Regions from separate parts of the Zea mays genome. Here region 2 is linked to region 1. A link is a contact called in public Hi-C data. All regions are on one chromosome and are shown on one strand. The core of a region is the stretch at or near the end of the contact, and the rest is flanking DNA. Distances in the headings are between cores, read along the strand shown. Region 1 holds the start of LOC103647769 (ethylene-responsive transcription factor ERN1). Region 2 holds the start of LOC100280305.

Evidence for each region. Hi-C and Micro-C count contacts between places; a contact is called where the count stands out from the background.
Region 2: a Hi-C map of leaf mesophyll shows a contact between it and region 1, with 2.4 times the contacts expected there. The contact joins the promoter of LOC100280305 here to the promoter of LOC103647769 in region 1. A contact is called at or near these places in 4 of 25 Hi-C or Micro-C datasets (endosperm, leaf, leaf mesophyll and 1 more).

The regions. Positions count from the first base shown.
Region 1 is chr2:213,543,370-213,550,427 of Zm-B73-REFERENCE-NAM-5.0, forward strand. It overlaps LOC103647769 (ethylene-responsive transcription factor ERN1), which reads right to left and starts at 3,774. Exons shown (of 1, transcript XM_008672283.2): 1 at 2,531-3,774. The coding sequence starts at 3,705. The coding sequence ends at 2,770.
Region 2 is chr2:213,695,966-213,702,920 of Zm-B73-REFERENCE-NAM-5.0, forward strand. LOC100280305 reads left to right here and starts at 1,562. Exons shown (of 11, transcript NM_001153231.1): 1 at 1,562-1,785; 2 at 2,668-2,789. The coding sequence starts at 1,588.

The sequences.
Region 1 (7,058 bases), core at 2,524-5,023:
TGTTTTGGTGATTTAGTGTCCAACACAAGTGCCTAAGTGTAAAATGGTGGACAAAGTACAAATCAAGGATAAAGGTATGTTTCTCAGACTTAGTACATTGTTTTAGAGACTAATGTATTGTGTCTAAGTGCTGGAAACAGGAAAAATCGAATTGGAATTGTCTTGGCTCGAGTAGCCAAGACTCTGCTCAGTCTGGGAGCACCGGACTGTCCGGTGCGCCAGGCTGGCTCGAGCGAACTGGCCGCTCTCAGGAATTCACCGGCGACGTACGGCTATAATTCACCGGACTGTCCGGTGTGCACCGGACTGTCCGGTGAGCCAACGGTCAGCCGGGCCAACGGTCGGCCGCGCGATCTGCGCGGGACACGTGGCCGAGCCAACGGCTAGAAGGGGGCACCGGACTGTCCGGTGTGCACCGGACATGTCCGGTGCGCCAACGGCTCTCTGCCTGCCAACGGTCGGCTGCGCCAGTTAAGGAAAGAAATCGGGCACCGGACAGTGTCCGGTGTGCACCGGACTGTCCGGTGCGCCACGCGACAGAAGGCAGGGATTGCCTTCCCAGATTGCTCTCAACGGCTCCTAGCTGCCTTGGGGCTATAAAAGGGACCCCTAGGCGCATGGAGGAGTAACACCAAGCATTCCTAGAGCACTCTTGATCACTCACACTCCATTCCTGCACACTTGTTTGACATTCTAGTGATTTGAGATCCGTTCTAGTGTGCTAGTCTCTTGAGCTCAAGTCTGGGTCTTGTGTGTGCGTATTTGCTGTGATCTTTGTGTCTTGTGAGAGTTGCTAATCCCTCCCTTGCTCCGTGCTTCTTTGTGAACTTCAAGTGTAAGGGCGAGAGGCTCCAAGTTGTGGAGATTCCTCGCAAACGGGATTAAGAAAAGCAAAGAAAAACACCGTGGTATTCAAGTGGGTCTTTGGACCGCTTGAGAGGGGTTGAGTGCAACCCTCGTCCGTTGGGACGCCACAACGTGGAGTAGGCAAGCGTTGGTCTTGGCCGAACCACGGGATAACCACCGTGCCATCTCTGTGATTGATATCTTTGTGGTTATTGTGTTTTGTTGAGACTCCTCTCTAGCCACTTGGCGATTATTGTGCTAACACTTAATCAAGTTTTGTGGCTTAAGTTTTAAGTTTTCCAGGATCACCTATTCACCCCCCTCTAGGTGCTCTCAATTGGACCGCTGATTTGCTTCGCTGCGTATATCGGGCTGCTTCAGCCCCACTCTGATGATATGTCCCGAGTTGTGGACCAACTCTTAAAGTTGATCGTCACCTTTATAGGTCTATCTCGTTTAAGCAGATCTGGAACTATCTGATGTATAAATGTGTTTACTAGCCTCCTGGGACTAGTAATTGTATCACATTTGAGTCCCAGAGGATTGGGATGCTTCAAACACTACACTAGAAATCTCTTGGTCAAACTACTCATCTACAACCCCTCTTTATAGTACGGCTAAAATAAAATAGAAGACCTAATTCTATACCGAGTGGCCGCAACTCTTTCGACACTCGGAATATGAATATCTTCATCTTTTGATTCGTCGTTTTAGCCGTCGCTTCAAGTTCTTATCTCAGAGATTGTTTCACCGTTGTAGCACAACTTCCTGTAATGCGACCTAACTTACCATTTGCTCTGCAAAACACACGTTAGTCACATATAATATTATATTGTTATTAATCACTAAAACCAACCAGGGGCCTAGATGCTTTCATTGAGCATATTAGAACCAATAGATACTAGCGAATCTACCCACAAAAGGCCGTCCACCCAATATGTTTAGACGACACGTAGTCAACATGACTTTAAGGGAGAGCCTATGATCTTGAATCACAAGGGCTACATAATACATCCTAGTAATTTTTTGTTTCTAGGGAGCATATTGTAGTCAATGAGTGCGGTGATAATTAATCGATTATCGTCATGCATTGGTCTCACTGTGTAAACTTGTTAAAAGATGGAATCCAGAAAAGTTAAGTATAAGAAATATAGAGAACAAATGGGAGAATGCTAGAGGTGTTCTCAACAGCCAATTAACAGAACTGGGACGAGTTTATGCTTGACCACGATCCTAAACCAATGCCCCTGATCAGAGGGCCACCCCAACCATGGTTGCGCCCCTGATCACACAAACGTTATATAAAAGGGATTAAGGGACCGGTGACTTAAGCCACCGTGATTAGCCTTAGCCTTACCCTAATCCTATAGGTCTCCCCTAATCCTATAGGTCTCCAGCGTGTAGTGTTTGTGAGTGACTGGAAGAGCTGTAACCCTAATGGTGGCGGGGGCGAACGACAGTTTTATCCCACCACCATTGCAGGAAACTCAAGACGACGTCAAAGAAGATAGCTCCATTGATCCTCCACCTCCACCAAGTGGAGATCCTCTGCCTCAACAAGGAAGAGATGGCCACGGAGGAGGTGATAGTGCACAACAGGAATATCTCAGTAGATTAGAATCTACTCATCATCGAGATTTTTTCTTACACCCACAGTATCCATCACAATCATCACCAAGAAGAACATCGAAATGTGCAACGATTTGCTTTGCCATAAGGCAAGATTTGAGGCATTCTTGCACAAAAATGCATAGACTGACTACAACTACAACAATGATGATCATCTAACGTTCGGCCCCTTTGTACTGCAGAAGCACATACACGGATACACCTGACACTTGTTACTTTCACCGACAATGGCCAAGGCCACCACCCAGGAGTCGGAAGATCAGAGCAAAGAACAGGACAACAGGTGAAGCTAATCTAGTGACAAAGCGGAGACAAATCCCAGAGCGAGTCGCAGGCGGAGGCGTCGAGCACCCGGTCGAAGTACTCTTGCAGGCCGTTCATGGCGTACAGCGACGCCGAGATGCGCCGCTCCACCTTGATCCGCTCGAACTCAGCCATCTCGGCGCCCCGCGTCGCGGCGACGATCGGTTCCTCAGTGGCACCAGCAACTGGGACAACGCTGTCGACGGCCACGAAGCTGTCCAGCGCCGGGAACTGGGCGAACGCCGAGTCGAACATCCAAGAATCAAACTCCTCGGCGCCCGCGGTGGCGAACTCCGGCCGGTACACCTCGCTGGCGCCCAGTACACCGATGCCGCCGCGCTGAATGGCCATGGCATCGTCGCAGCTGACCACGCTGCTGGAGCTGGAGCTGCTGCTGCTGCTGGAGCCACCACCACAAGCACTATTCGTGCTATGACTATGACTATTGCTATTGCTTGTGGTGGGACTGGGGGCAGGAGGGCTCGACGCCTGCTGCTTGGCGGCGGCGGCCGCCGCGGAGGCCTTGGCCTTCTTGATCTTCTTGTGGTGGAGGAGCCCGCGGATGCGGACGGCGAGCGGGCAGTCGGGAGAGATGCGCGGTGCGAAGTTGGTGCGGGCGTCACTGCCGCGTAGGAGGCGGGCGGCCTCGTCGTAGGCCTTGGCCGCGGCCTCGGCGGTCTCGAAGGTGCCGAGCCACATGCGGATCTTCTGCGTGGTATCCTTGATCTCCGCCACCCACCGGCCCGACGGGCGCTGCCGGACGCCGACGAACTTGCTGTGGTTGTTGCTGCCCTTCTTCCGGCACCGTGGCTTGGACGGCTTGGCCTGCGCCGCGGCCTCCTGCTGGTAGTAGTAGTAGTAGCTGCTGCTGCTGGTGTAGCCCTCGAGCTGGAACACTGGTGGCTGCGGCTGGAAGTGGAGCTCCATGTGAGCTTTGTTGGCTTTGAGCTGCTGGTTGGAGGGGAGGAGGAAGACAGGTGTCGACGCTTGGTAGTTCTGGTGGTGATGAGCAGTTGAGCACTGGGGAGGGAGGATTTATAGTGGATTTCAGGGCATCCAGTCACTTGGCATTGGCAATGGAACCTGTAGGGTTACTGTCAGGGGCTGGTCAAATGCTGGTCTGCCTATGATCATGTCGTGGAAATGGAAGTGACTGTTTGGGGATAAGACATCTTGTTGGGATCCTTTTGTCCTTTCAGTTTGTTTTTCGGTTTCGCCATCATGCATTGTCAGTAATTTATGTTTTTGCTTATTAAGCCTGTCCTTTTTCTTTACATATTAACCAAGTTAAGTAATTTATGCTTTTGCTGAATACAATCAGCAAAGTTGAGAAATTTGTAGATATAGTGCATCACCGCTCACCAATATTTTGACTTTTCGTGTTTCCCATCATTTGGATTCTCATTATAGTACAATTATCCATGTTGAATACGAGAGGTCACTACTTAACCATACTAAAGATAACCATTCTGCTTTTGAGTCAATACAATGGAAATTCCTTTTTCAATTTAAACTTTAGAATTCATGCCTGCAGGCGGCAGGCAAACAAGTACACTAGAGGTCAGCAAGTACATGCTCCTCACTACTATGCCAAGTCAGTAGTCAGCACACCACCAGGTAAAGCTTGGAAGCACACCAGCAAGCATTGCCCTAACTGAAAAATTCCAGGACACTGATTGGACTAGTTCTTCCCTAATCTACGATTACCTCTCTAGTCAAGCCACTAACATGAGACCAGGTCTGGTTTGCTCCATAGCCCGCCACATGGCAGCATTAGGGAGAGCAAGTGACGATGTCGATTAGGATACAAAGTAGAAACGGTTGAACATCAGCTTTTCATCAACCACGCCACTTGCACTTTGTTTATCGTGTTTCTTGACGAATACTGCTATCAACCAAGTCTTTCTCCGTCACTGGATGATGTATGTTTGTCCTTCGTTAGCTCAGTTTTAATTTGGGAGCCCTTCAGTATTTTTTTTTCAGAGCATCTTTTGTACTGATACATATTCAGCCGCCCCCAAATTGTTTTTCGTAGTACTAAATGCTTACAGGTAAGCTTTCGTACTTCAAACGCATTTCAAAGAAAGTGTTATTTTGACACGATCTGACTCGGTTTCGGGTGTCATTGGGATAAGAAAAACTTTGTTGAAAAATGGATAATGTTAGTGTCTCGACATCTGGTAAAGTTACAAGAAAAACTCGAATTCGGTGAATTTTTGTTGACATGAGATTTTTTGTAATGTTCCCCTTTTTTCCTGTTGAAGTAGGGAATGGGGTCATTGATCTTTTTTGAATCATGTATTGGTGGCCAAATTGGGTAGTATAAGCTTCGGATACACAAAGAAAAACTTATCACAAATAGGTGATAGTGAGCTGCCTTTTTCCAACTTCAGATCAACACTTGAGTACTCGTTCGTGTTTTCTCTTTTGGGGGACAGGCACTTAAGGAGTTCGAGGAACAAAAAGTAAGAGTCCTAAAGCTTTGGTTTTTTTTTTACAATATACTAGGAGACAAATGTAGAGCCTGGAGAATCTTTGCTTGTGAGACTTGCAACAATTGTATAGCCGGTTAAAGATGGAGCAAGCGTGACGGCAAAAGCTTTCTTGATTTCTCCAACCTAAAGAGACGGCACTGCTAGTTTTAATGAAATATAGGTCTTTGCACCCACAATTCGATCACAGGAGGAAAAGGTCATCGTCATGGCTGACAGACACACATCACGGACGCCTTCAACCTCACCTATCAAAAAGGCGAGCTTTGTCAAATTGTGGCGCGTCATTCCACCCCCCCATAAATTAATGCCCTCCAACCTGCTGATTGAGCAAATACGGTAGGGCACCCACACTGGCCACAGTGTTTTTTATACTAGTCAAGATGACTCCAAGAGGCTATGGCTTGTGAGGTCTTGTTTCGTAGCACGGCAGATGCCCTGTTCGTCGCTGTCAAGGTGCATTTCTTTGTCGAGCTTGGTGGGCTACTTGCGCTAACACGACAAAAGACCACTTTTTTGGGGCTGCAGCAAGGTCAAGAAGATGGCATCTTGGCATCGCCATTTGGGTTGGTTTCAGATTTGTCTTCGGGTGCGGAGCCCGGAGCCGCCGTGGAGCTGGAAAAGATGGACGTATTCCCAGCCGTGTTTTGGACTTTGGGAGGTAAAAAAAAGCCTCTCGCGGCCAATTCTTGCTCAGCGACTCGCCGGTTTCAAAACCTTTTGCAGCGAAAGGCCGAGAATTACCTGAAAAGCACATTTCCTATTTGTTATGATTGATTCTTCTGTTGTGACAAATGTACATGCTTTGTGATTTGTGTAGGACGGTATACAAGCTCCACCTCCACGTGATACGCTAAGGATTGTTCAGTTTAGAGTAGATTAAGGCTTAGTTTGCATACTTTAGTTTTGAGGTGGTTTGGAGGGATTGGAGAGTGTTTAAATCCCTAAAAGATCAAAAACTTCTACAATACATATTAATCTACTCCAATTTCTTTCATTACTAGAGTATCCAAACTAGACCGGGAGAGATTGATGGGCATTAAATCCCATCCTATAAAATTTTGTAATAAAAAGAAATTTAATCCCCTTCAATCTTCCACAATCCATCACTAACCAAACCAACCCTTAATTGATAATCCCTCATCCTTAAAATAGATTACGCTTATAACTTTTTAAATATCATAGATAATTATTTATTTTATTCTATTTGATATAAATAATTAAATAAAGAAGTCATAATTATTTTATCTTTAATGATGAAATAAATATTATTTATAAAAAATAAATAAGATACGCAGTCAAATAAGATGACAGAAAGAAAGAAAAACTTCAGACGTACATATGCACATGTGAGGTATATATTAGATTGCTGGGATAACAATTTCGGTTTGGGAATCCCCAACCGTCGCGAATCTTCGATTCCACCCGCAACTTTTTTTTGTGCAACTCGTATGCAGACACGATCAAAAAAAAAAAACTGAAGCATTCGCTGTCACTTGGCCGCTGGACACAGGAAAACGCACAGCTTCTGCATCTTCAAACAGCGTATTTAATAATTTGCAAGAGCCTCCGTCCCAAAATATAATTCATTTTAGACTAAATATGTATTTATTAATTAATCTATAAATATAATTTATATGTATGTTTATATTCATTATCATTCATTCCAATACGGACGAAAATAAAAAAGCTTGAAAGAACTATATTTTAGAACGGAGAGAGTAAATGACTACAGAATTAAATGGCATTAAAGAGAAGCAGAACGTAACTCCAATCAATCTCATCACC
Region 2 (6,955 bases), core at 312-2,811, 150 kb after region 1:
TAGAGTGCCTGGAACAGGGACATCTTTAAACTTGCCCGATGACTGTTGTTGTAGGATAACTCTGCATGAGGTAATCTCTTATCCCAATCTGACTTGTCCTGTAACGCATAGGCCCTCAACATATCTTATAGGATCTGATTAGTTCTTTCAGTCTGACCGTCTGTCTACGGATGATAAGCTGAACTGAAATTCAAATGTGTGCCCAAAGCTTCATATAGCTGCTACCAAAAGTGAGAGCTGAATTGCATTCCTCAATCCGATACTATCTTCTTCGGTACTCCATGTAAACAGACAATTCTAGACATGCATAACTCTGCCAACGCTGCACTGCTGTAGTTGGTCTTGACTGGTATGAAATGGGCCGCCTTTGTTAAGCGGTCCACCACTACCTAGATGGAGACATAGTCGGCTCGAGTGTGAGGCAAGCCAACTATAAAGTCCATCTCGATCTCATCCCACTTCCATTGAGGAATTTGTAGTGGTTGCAACAAACCGGCTGATTTTTTATGTTCCGCCTTAATTCTCTAACAATTGTCACATATGGCGACATACTCTGCGATCTCCCTTTTCATACCGTACCACCAGAATCTCTTCTTTAAGTCTTGGTACATCTTCTCACTTTCAGGGTGTATAGAATAAGCTGTTTCATGGGCTTCCTTGAGGATTAGCTCCCGAATCGACTTGATATCGGGAACACATAACCGATCTTTAAACCATACCACGCCTTCTGCATCCTCTCGAAAGTCTTTGCCTCTCCCTTCTGAGATTAGCTGTCGGATCTTATTGATCTTCTCGTCATCTTTCTGCCATTCTTTGATGTCCCTCTCTAGGGTGGGTTCCAGTTCAACTGTCACTCCCTGCGTGCTATTCAGAAACCCGAGATTCAGCTTGTCGAATCACTTGGCCAACTCATATGACATTAGCTATGCAACCATCATGTTGACTTGACTCTGTCTGCTCAGAGCATCTACAAACACATTTGTTTTGTCCGAATGATAATGTATCTCTAGTTCATAATCTTTAATCAACTCCAGCCGTCCACCAAATAGTAGAAAGACTAGTATTGTTTGTTAAAATATATACAATTAATAGTTAATTGGAAGTCTATTATTACAACAAGTGACTAAAAAATAGCATACTGATTATATATATACATTATCGCTAAGGCGATATCATAATTTTGAGCTAATAAGTTCATAAATCATATTATAATAATATCATCACATATTAAAAGTTTTTTATATATCAGATTATTTGGTCCATTCGGGTTTTAAAGGATAGAAACCGAACTCAAACCCATATCCCAAAATATAGCATATATAGAAACCGAATTTGAACCCAAAAATTCGAATAGATCATCAATTTAATCTATTCGAATTCGGTTCATGTTCGGGTTTTAAAATACCCACCCTACTAAACAGTGGCACCTAGCGGAATCTATATTTTGGGGTTGTCAAGCAGCAGCGCACTGCAGCCACAGGATAACACGCCCACGGCTCTCGTCAGTCGTCACCCGCCTTGTCTTGTTTCGCTGTCTTGTTTCGCGCTCCCCCACCCCCCTCCCAACCCCACTACGGCCTTCCCCCCATGGCTCCCCTGGCCTCCCTTCCTCTCCCGCCCAGTACTGCCGTCACCGCTCGCTTCCTCGCCGCCCCCGCCATCCGCGTGATCAGCCCATCGCGGCCCGCGCTGCCGCTCCTCTCATCCGCCTCCGCAGGCGGCTTCCCTCACGCCTCTCGCGCTCCCTGCAGTGCCGCCCGCGAGCACCGCCGCGGCACCGTGCGGGTAAGTCCCCCTGATGGCCTGATTCTGTCTCTAGCCCAATGCCGCCCTGACACCCTGCGGTCGTCTGCGGTGCTTATTCTGTTGCAGCGGGATGCAGCGCCAGAGATTTCCGATTTGTGCTGCAGCTGCAGCACTCCCGCCAATCAAACTGTATTGCTAGCGTTGTTGCTAATGTCATTGTTCCATACCAGTAAATTCAACTGTTCAATTAGAGTGTGCTGCTAGCTCTTCTAGGGAGGACACGGATAAATAATTAGCAATACCTGCTAAGAGCGTACACTAACCGTTGTCATATACATAGTTGCATACATCCTACGACTTTCTTATTCTGCAGTTGTGTTTGGAGGGGCACACGATAGTACTGCTATTTCTAAATGTGCGGTTCATATTTGCATTTCTAAAGGCTACTGCACATATTAGCGACTTTGGTGGGTGTTCAACTATTCATAGAGCCGGGATGTGAATGTATATTGCTATCTGCTTGAATTTTTTTTGCATCCTTGTAAATTCAATTGCACTCTCTTTAACAATGTTTCTAGATTAGGCACACTTGCAGAGTGTAAACATGGATGCCAATTAATTTGTTTTGTTTCTTGTATAGTGTAAATATGGATGCCCGTCAATTACATCAGTCAGCCATTTGATTACCTAGTTACCCTAATTATCATCAAAGCTCCACAAAAATGGATGCCAATCAAAGTATGGAGGATATTACCTTTGGATCGTACTGCATTACTAACAACAGTATTCATGAGAATGATGAATGCATGAGCTCGCCATTGCTATTACTCGGAGGCATCACTGTATTTACCTAACTAAGCCATGCACATCTTTTTGAATGGTATGAGTATGACAACATTGATTTTACTGGTCCTCTTGCAGGAATGCTCTCGAGCTGATGCTGCTGGAGCAGCTCCATTATCAAAGACACTGTTAGACCTCAAGGATTCCTGCTGGAGATTTTTAAGGCCACATACAATCCGAGGAACTGCTTTAGGATCCATGTGAGTTTCTAATGCTCTATTATTTAGATTTATAATGTCAGCTACGTTGTACTACCTCTGTCCACAAAATAATGCAATTCTAGGTACATTCTTGGTCAACATTTCTAAAGTTTGACACAATATATATGTAAAAATATTAATGTTTATGACATCAAATAAGTATAGTATGAAAATATATCCCATAAGTTTAATGATATTTATTTGATATTATATATGTGGGAAACCCTAACCCTAACTCAGGGTTGGGTGTTTGTATTAATAGACCAAATTAGACGGGCCTGGCACATTACACGGGGGTGAGACTGTAATTACAAGGGGCTAACCCCAAAACCCTAACGGGTACTCTAACACCTCCTGTAGTCTCAACTCTATCATGTACATATGTTGAGACTGGATCGAAAGTCGATGAATACACTCGATGGTAGCCCCTTGGTGAAGATGTCGACGAACTGTAGCGTGGTGGCGGCGTTCATAACCCGAACGTCACCGGCAACGACACGCTTGCGGACGAACTGCAGGTCGATCTCCACGTGCTTCGTGCGCTGATGCTGCACAGGATTGGTGGAGAGGTAGAACGCGATGACGTTGTCACAGTAGATGAGGGTGGTGCGCTGAAGGGGGGCTGTGGAGCTCCTGGAGTAGCTGGCGCAGCCAGGAGGCCTCTGCCACGTTGTTGGCTACGTCACGGTATTCGTCCTCTGCGCTGGAGCGGGAGACGACGGGCTACCGCTTGGCGGTCTAGGAGACGAGGTTGGCGACCAGGAATACGGCATAACCGGAAGTGGACCGGCGCGTGTCGGGACAGCCAACCCAATCAGCGTCAGTGTAGACCATGAGCTCCGACGTCGGGGAGGGTCGGAGTAGAAGGCCGTAGTCAAGGGAGCCGCAGAGGTAGCGTACAATGTACGATCCACTTGAGAGCGGTGAGATGGGGTTCCCGCGGGGTGTGCATATGTAGGCACACCTGCTGGACGATGTAGGCGATGTCGGGTCTAGAGAAGGTCAGGTACTGGAGCACACCAGTTAGGCTCCAGTAGGATGTTGTGTTCGCGACCGGGTGCCCGTCGTCCTCAGAGAGCTTCGCCTGGGTGTCGACAGGCGTGGAGCAGGGCTTGCAGTCGGACATGCCAGCACGCTCCAGGATGTCGATGGCGTATTGGCGCTGGTGGAGGAAGAGACCCTGAGGACGACACTCGACAGTGATGCCGAGGAAGCGGTGAAGAGGCCCTGGGTCCTTCATCGCAAATTCCCGCTGAAGGGCGGTGATCGTGCGTTGTAGAAGGTCGGCGATCGATGCCGTGAGCACAATGTCGTCGACGTAGAGGAGGTAGACGGTGTCGTCGTCGTGCCAGTAGATGAACAAGGACGTGTCCGACTTGGCCTCGACGAAGCCGATGGAGGCCAAGTAGGAGGCGAAGCGACTGTACCATGCCCGCGGCGCCTGTTTGAGGCCGTACAGGGAGTGGTTCAGTCGGCAGACTTGGTCCGGATGAGCGGCGTCGACGAAGCCAGTGGGCTGGCTGCAATAGTCAGTCTCCGTTAGAGCGTTGTGGTGGAAGGCATTCTTGACATCGAGCTGATGGATCACCCAGTCTCGGGAGAGGGCGAGGGAGAGGACGGCTCGAATGGTGGCGAACTTGACGACGAGGCTGAAGGTCTCGTCGTAGTCCACTCCGGGGCGCTGGGTGAAGCCTCGAAGGACCCAACGGGCCTTGTAGCGGTCGAGGGAGCCGTCCGAGGTCATCTTGTGGCTAAAGAGCCACTTTTCGGTGACCACGTCGGTGTCTGGTGGACGTGGGACCAGGTCCCAGGTGTGGTTGGCTAGCAGGGCCACGTGCTCCTCCTCCATAGCGCGATGCCAGTGTGGGTCGACGAGGGCGACGCAAACGGAGGAGGGAAACAGTGAGGCATCTAAAGGAGTGGCAGTCGTGTCGGCTGGGTCAATTGCGTAGAGAACGCCGGCGGCGTGGCGAGTCACCGTCGGGTGGACGTGCCCAGGGTCGCGGTGGATGGCGACTGGGTGGTACACGGGAGGCTCGGTGCGGGTCGACGGGTCGTCAGGAGCTGAGGGAGGGGCAGCCCGCGGCGGTGGTAGACGAGGGCGGGGTTGGCGAAGTGAGCCGCGCTCGTCGACGGTGCCGGTTCGGCGGGGGCCGATGGAGTGGCTCGCTCGCGGCGGCGGTAGACGAGAGCGGGGTCGGCGAAGCGGGCTGCGCTCATCGGCAGGACCGCACAGGGCGCGGGAGGGGTCGACGGGGCCGCGCATGGCGCGAGTAACGTCGCAAGGCGAGGCGTCTAGGCCGCACGGGGTGCGGGTAGAGGCACGGGCGGTGGCGTCTGAGCCTAGGGAGAAACAGGCGGGAGCGACCGGGGTGGAGGGGGAACCGGATCGGACGCAAAGAGAGAGTCGAGATCGGTGGGTGGGGAGGAGCCAGCAAGGGAAGCACATCTTCGTCGAAAATGACGTGACGAGAGATGAGTATGCGGTGGGTGGCGAGGTCAAGACATCGATACCCCTTGTGGTCAGGGGAGTAATTGAGGAAGAGACAACGAGTGGAGCGAGGATATAGCTTATGGAGAGCGGTGGCGGAAGTGTTGGGATAACAGGCACAACCGAACATGCGAAGGTGGTCGTAGGAGGGAGCTGTGCCATACAAGACGAAGTGGGGAGTGATATGGTTCACTGCCTTCGAGGGGAGGCAGTTGAGGAGATCTGTAGCGGTGTTCAGGGCCTTTGCCCAGTAGCTGGGAGGGAGAGACGCCTGAAAGAGAAGGCAGAGAATCATGTTGGTGGTGCGAATCATGCGTTCTGCCCGACCATTCTGGGAAGAGATGTAAGGACACGAGAGGCGCAACAGAACGCCATGGGTGAGGAAAGAAGGAGCGAGAGGCATTATTGTCGAACTTGCGGCCGTTATGACACTGAAGGGCACGAATCGGGCGACAGAACTGGGTGGAGACCCAAGCGAAGGTGAGTGAGGGTGGCGAACATGTCAGACTTTAGCCGAAGGGGAAAATTCCAAAGAAAGTGAGAAAAATCATCCAAAATCACCAAGTAGTATTTATATCCAGAAAGACTGAGTACAGGTGAAGTCCAGAGATCACAATGAACTAGATCAAAAGCCTGCTCAACTCTAGAAGAAGTAGGAAATGGGAGACGAGTATGTCGGTCTAGCTGACAAGCACGACAGAGGCTCTCAGAATGTCCCCTACTACATGAAATATCTAAACTACTGTTGAGCTTGGTCATGACGTTAGATCCTGAATGGCCGAGACGACGATGCCAAGTAGTGGAGGAGGTGGTGGAGACCAGGACAGATGGGGAGGACGCGTCAGTGGAGGAAGACCGAAGCGTGTAGAGGGGCCCCGAATTATCACAGCTGGCGAGGGGGGTCCTGGTGGCCAGATCCTTCACAGAGAAACCAAAAGGGTCAAACTTAATGGAACAAGAATTGTCGGTGGTGAACCGATGAACGTAAAGAAGGCTGTGAGTAATGTGAGGAGCTACGAGAACGTTGTTGAGATAGAACGGTCCGGGGAGAACTGAGGCACCTACTGAGGTGACCGATAGAGTGGAACTGTTTCCAACGACGATTGATGAGGGATGGGGGTGGGATGAGCGGGATAACGTGCCCGTGTTGGAGGTTGTGTGGTAAGACGCACCAGAGTCGACCACCCAGTCGGACGGGGGTGGTGTCATCGCCATGGTGCTGAAGGCGGCGGCAAGGGCGGCTGGGTCCCACCCTCTAGCCACCGGGGACCATGGTGTCGGGGTGGAGGTCCCCAAAGGCGGGAGCTGGGGCGGAGTCAGAGGGGGCACGCCGTAGGGAGGCGCGGTCAGGAGGGCCAACGCAGGAGGGCGGGAGGCACTCGTAGCCTGGCTCGGCCACATGGCGATGGTCCCGGTCCAGGGGTTGTAGAATGATGGCCACGCCTGGCCGCCACCCCAGCCGGAGGGACCACCACGGGTGGAGCCGCTGTTCCCGCGGCCACCCTTGCAGGGACGACGACCTCTGTCGGCGTTGGAAGCCGGACGAGGGGCCGCAGGGACAGTGGGTGGAGTGCGGGTGACAGCCCCAGTCGACGGAGGGTGAGGGGCCAGCCCCCCGAGGATGCCTGACCGCCGATTGGAGCACTGTAGGGGGCCGACGCTGGAGCAGGGGCCT